Regions from separate parts of the Gasterosteus aculeatus genome. Here region 2 is linked to region 1. The links are chromatin contacts, called in public Hi-C maps. All regions are on one chromosome and are shown on one strand. Each heading gives the region's core, a stretch centred on a gene start, on an enhancer-like site or on the middle of the called end of the contact. The rest is flanking DNA. Distances are from core to core; before and after follow the strand shown. Region 1 has its middle 8.1 kb from the start of LOC120826872. Region 2 holds the start of hemk2 (HemK methyltransferase 2, ETF1 glutamine and histone H4 lysine).

What was found. A called contact is a pair of places that touch in the nucleus more often than the background predicts.
Region 2: a Hi-C map of blood and trunk muscle shows a contact between it and region 1, with 19 times the contacts expected there. The contact joins the promoter of hemk2 here to the enhancer-like site in region 1. A contact is called at or near these places in 2 of 6 Hi-C or Micro-C datasets (blood and trunk muscle and skeletal muscle).

Annotation. Positions count from the first base shown.
Region 1 is chr1:27,266,495-27,269,194 of fGasAcu3.hap1.1, forward strand. No RefSeq gene overlaps it. Among protein-coding and RNA genes, the nearest start is that of LOC120826872, 8.1 kb to the right of the region's middle. Within about 2 kb of position 1,412, at least 2 of the 9 cell types and tissues checked have open chromatin away from gene starts, as enhancers often do.
Region 2 is chr1:27,914,531-27,917,230 of fGasAcu3.hap1.1, forward strand. It overlaps hemk2 (HemK methyltransferase 2, ETF1 glutamine and histone H4 lysine), which reads left to right and starts at 1,344. Exons shown (of 6, transcript XM_040172232.2): 1 at 1,344-2,110; 2 at 2,197-2,283; 3 at 2,367-2,457; 4 at 2,526-2,609; 5 at 2,669-2,700. The coding sequence starts at 1,986. It overlaps LOC120816559 (protein jagunal homolog 1-B), which reads left to right. Exons shown (of 4, transcript XM_040172264.2): 4 at 1-297.

The DNA of each region.
Region 1 (2,700 bases), core at 162-2,661:
GTCGACGTGGAAACTGCACCTGTGCAGATTCAGATGCAGCTGATTGAGCTGCAGTGCAATGGGACATAAAGACAAAGTACGACACTGTTCGTCCGACACAGCTCCGTCTACATGCGGCTCGAACTTTGTGCGTGTTTGGTAGCACATATCTGGGTGAGAAGCTGTTCTCAGTGAAGACAAAAAAACAGCACACAGGAGTCGTCTCACTGATGAGCACTTTCAGTCCATCCTGAGAGTCTCCACAACACGGGACCTCACGCCAAACAAACCAACTTCTTGCCAAAAAACGATGCAAAGCATCCAGCTCTGATAAAATGGCATAAGAGCAAAGAAAACAGAATGTTTTGCATTGTTATTTGTTATTTCTGAAAAGCACAATTTTTATTTTTATATATATATATATATATATATTAGGCTGTCAAATGCTGTTTAGGCTGTCAAATGATTAAAATGTTTAATCAATTAATGAGAATCAGGATTAATCACTTTCAGAACATTCAGAACAGAAAGCAATAAATGTAGTCAAATCATAACAGTGGTCAACCACATGTTTGCACAATTTGAGTCATGTGTTGCGTTTTTATGTAGAAAAAAACATTTTCAACTTTTAAATCAAACCAAAGAACATCCTGGATCAGTGGCTCCTGCTTCTTTCCCAGGCTGACTTGTTGTGCTTGAAGCTCCGCAGCGTTTGCTGGGCTGTGCTTAAAATGACCGACAACTTTGCGAGCCTTGGCCAAAGAATTTACAAAGCCGCTGTCAGCAAGACTCACTGTGACACTTCTCTGCACCATGTGAGCGACACAGTTATTGTGTTCATAGCGTGGAAATCTAATTGCGGCAACCATGTTGCGCGCACTGTCAGTCCCAATTGTTGTCGTCTATGGCGTTATATTTGTGCCACAATCCTGAGCGCGTAATTTAAAGTTTTGAGCACAGAGAACCATATTTTAGCAAAGAAAAACATATTCCGTGCACGCAGTTTACTCAGGTGCCCTCTCCACAAACTGGTTTTCTGCGCGCAGGCAGCCGTTGCTGCGCTCGCTCCACCTCTACCACACCGAGGTAATTGTTGTTACTCACTGATGTTCCTTTTTTCTTTTTCGTTTTCATAGCACTCGTGGATTTTCGTCATTTTCGGCTCATAGGATGAGTCCGGAGACGCCACTTGCAAAACATCAAGGAAACCTGAGTCTTCTACAATGCTATTGTGTCGACAATCCTTTGCGATCCATTTCGCTATTGTGTTGGTCAAATTATCTGAGGTTGATTTTGTTAATGGTCTCCGAACATTCAGCGTGGACTGGCGCAAACGACTCGCTGAACCTGACGTCCCAGCAAACACTTTGTCGTTGACATGGTAGTTCAAGCTTGAACAGCTCCGGTGAAATTGAAACTCCTTGTTACATCTCGCCTCTAGCTCCCAACGGCACGGCACCTCCCTAGTGAGTATCTATTGTGATGAGTACTGATTTATGCCTGCAGGTGGCAGTAATGTGTTCTATAAGATGAAGTGCATTCCCTAGAGGAAGAGGTACTTTCCTGACCTGCTAATTTGTCCCACTGCGCATGCGTGAATTGTGTTAGAAAAATAGACGGAATTAACAACAAACAACTAATTAACGTCGTTAACGCGCTATTTTTGACAGCCCTAATATATATACATTCTGTTTATTCTGTTCGGCCCGCGACCTGAAGTGTGTTTTGAATTTTGGCCCCCTGTGCAATTGAGTTTGACACCCCTGTTCTAGACCCTTCTATTTTTGTGGCTAAAATGGGTTTCACGAATAAACGAAGAAGTCATTTGGGTCACAAAACCTCCGGGTTACAAACTTTCAAAATAAATGTCGTTTTTCGACTTGGGTTTTGGTTCTTGGTTTCTCAATTGAATGACGGAAAAACGAGTCGTTCTTTGTTTTCGGTCCACATCATAACTCATCAGTCAGTCTTATTCCGGTCATCTAACTCTGTGGTGTACCCGTCTTTACGGAGCGGGTTCACAGCCAGTTGGCGAAAGTTGCAGCGCAGGTGTTTGTCGGCTTTGGTCGCGTCATCTGTGACGCTTGTCAACCTGAGCTAAATAGTGACGTCATTACGGCGCCAGAGGACAATCGGGGAAATACCTTCACGTATAACGTCATAATATACTGATATACTGTGATTTGAATATTTATCATTTGAGCCGATCACACCCGGCTCATTATTGAATTATTCGTAAGTGTTGTTATGTACTTGAGCATGTCAACGAATGAGATGGTTAGAAACGGACAGAAAAGTAAAAAAAGATTGACAATTAATGTATTTATATATCATTTTATTTTAACTTTGCACAAAGACGACATCATTGTTCAAATAACCACAACAATTACATGTGTTGGTGTGACATAAATTAATGAGATGTAACATCAGACAGAGACATGATTTACCTTTCAAATACATATAGAGCTTATTGATATTTATCACATCATGTCCAAAAAGCTGATACCTTCTTTGGTCACAAATAGAATATCACTGAGACGGTAAGCAGACTGATTTACACTGAAGAAGCAGTAATAAAAACAAAACTAATTCATGCAAGAACATCATCAAAAGTGAGAGGACACCGTGTCGTGCTGCTCATTAGAGGTGTACGCTAAATATCAATTAATAAATGTAACAATTAAATACTGCAACAAGAAACACTGAAAAATCCAACAATCT
Region 2 (2,700 bases), core at 94-2,593, 650 kb after region 1:
TGAAATATTAAACAGGATCATTTCACTTTACGTTGCCAAAGCCAGACTTCAGAACGTGGTTTCAGTAAGTCTTCCGTTTTCAGTTTATTTGGCTCCTTCACCGTCTCTTTGGTGGTGTTTTGCAACACAGCTTCATTGCTCTCTGAGGCTGTTGTGTGTACAAACAAACCCTGAAGGACACCACATGTCCTGTGAGCAGGCTGCTAACTGAGCTAATTGTTTGCACCGCAGATCTGTAACGCATAAAACCTCTGAAATAAACCTTTAAGAATCTTCTGAAGGAGACGTTGATCATAACGTGTCTAATTGAATGATTTCTGTCGTATTAATTGAATCGAATAATCATGCAATCAAACACTAACACCGCCCGCTGCAAGGCTACATGGCTGCGAGGCTTCATGGAATGCATCATCCGATGAGATCATGCAAGTGGAAATAATTATCTCAACTCTTGTCATTTCTGTGTATGTCTTATTTATAATAAGAAATTTGATGAATTGAAGCAGTGAAAGTTTATTACGGGCAAAACAAACAGAACTTACGAAGAGCACAACGCTAGAGAAATGTACAGGATGAGAGACAGTCAGAGCTCGGCTCGGTTTGTTGTTCACCAAAGTTTTTCGTTGTGTTGCTATGGTGATTTTACCAAACTTGCTCTGTGGAACCGACAAGGTGGAATCAGAGCAGACGTTCCTGAGCCACACTTGGGATTCCATCCTTTCTCCTCCGGGTGCCGTGTGTTAAGAGTCAGCTACTCATCCGAGTGAGCTGATCCCTGAAGGTCAAACGTGTTTATTTCTTCTGGGATTTGTTCTCCACTCTGCTGAGGAGGAACCTCGGAGAATCCTCAGACGGGTTTGCTCCACAGGGGAGTCGGGACTGATCCTCTCACGCATCAGTACTATGACCTTATTTTAACCGCAGTACTATTATAATAGTACGGAGTGGTAGTGGCTTCCAACTTTAGAATCTGAAGAAGAGTATTGAGGTTCGACTTGATGACTCCACAATCACCAGAATTATGCAGTGTGCGGTGGAATAGCTCAGGGGAGCAGCTGCGAGACTGAGGTGTGGAGGGTCCTTGGTTCAAACCCCCTCTCTCTCAGATGGAGCACATGAGTGCAGTTTTGGATTCAATCTCTCTGACTTGCTGCTGTGGGTTTAAGCCCAGTCATGGGGATGAGTCTTAGTGTTTGAAAGAGTTTTGAGGTTTAACTCGCAAGCTGAAGGTTAAATAGTAGAAATGAGATCCAGATCAATGTGAGATGAGGTGGCGCAGAAGCAAAGCATCTGTCTCCAACCTCCGTTGTAGGTTGTGGGTTCAAGCCCACTTGTGGAAATGAGTCTTAGTGTTTGAAAGAGTTTTGAGGTTAAATTCACCTTCTCACGGTTAAATAGGAGAAACAAAGTTTATCTAGTGTGAGCAGGACTGGTGGCGTAGTGGTGCAGGGGCCCAAAACCTCTGTAGGTGCTAGTGGGTTCAAATCCCACCACTGCCAGGTCTTGTGTGCGCTACCGTGGAGGTAGTAGTGGGGGCTTTGTCCCCACTGGTTGTTTCAGACAAGTTGAGCCTGGGGGTTATGCAAACAGAGAAGGGGACATGCCCAGAGTTTAGGTGGCATTGACAAGCATCTTTTGAATGAAGAAGTGAACTAATTGCTTTAAGCTGTATGTATAGTACCTTTTGGCATTTATAGCCCTTTTTTCTGCCTTACATATTTCTATTTATGTCTAAATGGTCAAATGGCGCGTTGAAGAAAATCATAGAACGGGTGGATATAAGTTCATGTCCTGCGGACGTTGTCAGTTTCCCGAGTCTACTGACGTCCCCTTTAGGAAAGCGTTCATTTACGTCATCGTGACGTAGAATTAGCTACACGGAAGTGGAACGTGCTGCTTAGCCAACACGCTTCAGCTCGCCGTTGATTCTCTTCTTTTTACAGAAAACACAAGCAGAAGCGGTGTCTACCTGCGACACGTGCCTAATGTTGACGCCGGTTTACTCCCACGCCGGACGGGGAGACTTCCGCGATGTTTACGAGCCGGCCGAGGACTCGTTCCTCCTGATTGACGCGCTGGAGAAAGACGCAGAGCTGCTGCAGCAGATGGGGTCAGACGCTTTCCCACCGCCGTCACCTCATCATTTCAACGTCCGTCGCCTGTGTTTTCCCGATGTTTAAATGTGGCCGTTTGCAGCCCGTGTGTGTGTGTGGAGGTGGGCAGCGGCTCGGGAGTGGTGTCCGCTTTCCTGGCGTCCTTAGTCGGACCTGGCGCGCTTTATCTGTGAGTTACGCACGCGAAGACATCAAACATGCATCGAGAAGAGTCATCGCACCACCTTATAAATGTGCGCGTCTCCCGTGCAGCTGCACCGACGTGAACCCCGCGGCGGCGCAGTGCACAGCGAAGACCGCTTCCTGCAACGATGCTCCGCTGCAGCCCGTCATCACGTCCTTGGTGAGAGTCACGCAGGCTCCCAATCACGTGTTTCCGGTGCGGGGATCTGACTCCTCCCTCTCCTCTAGGTGGAGGGCCTCCTGCCCCGCTTAAGTGGGACGGTGGACGTGCTTCTCTTCAACCCTCCCTATGTGGTCACGCCGTCAGAAGAGGTGGGTCAGCAGGTTGCCTTCAGTGTGTGGAGCTGTCGATCACCGTGCTTTTCTTCCAGGTGGGCAGCACGGGTATAGAGGCGGCTTGGGC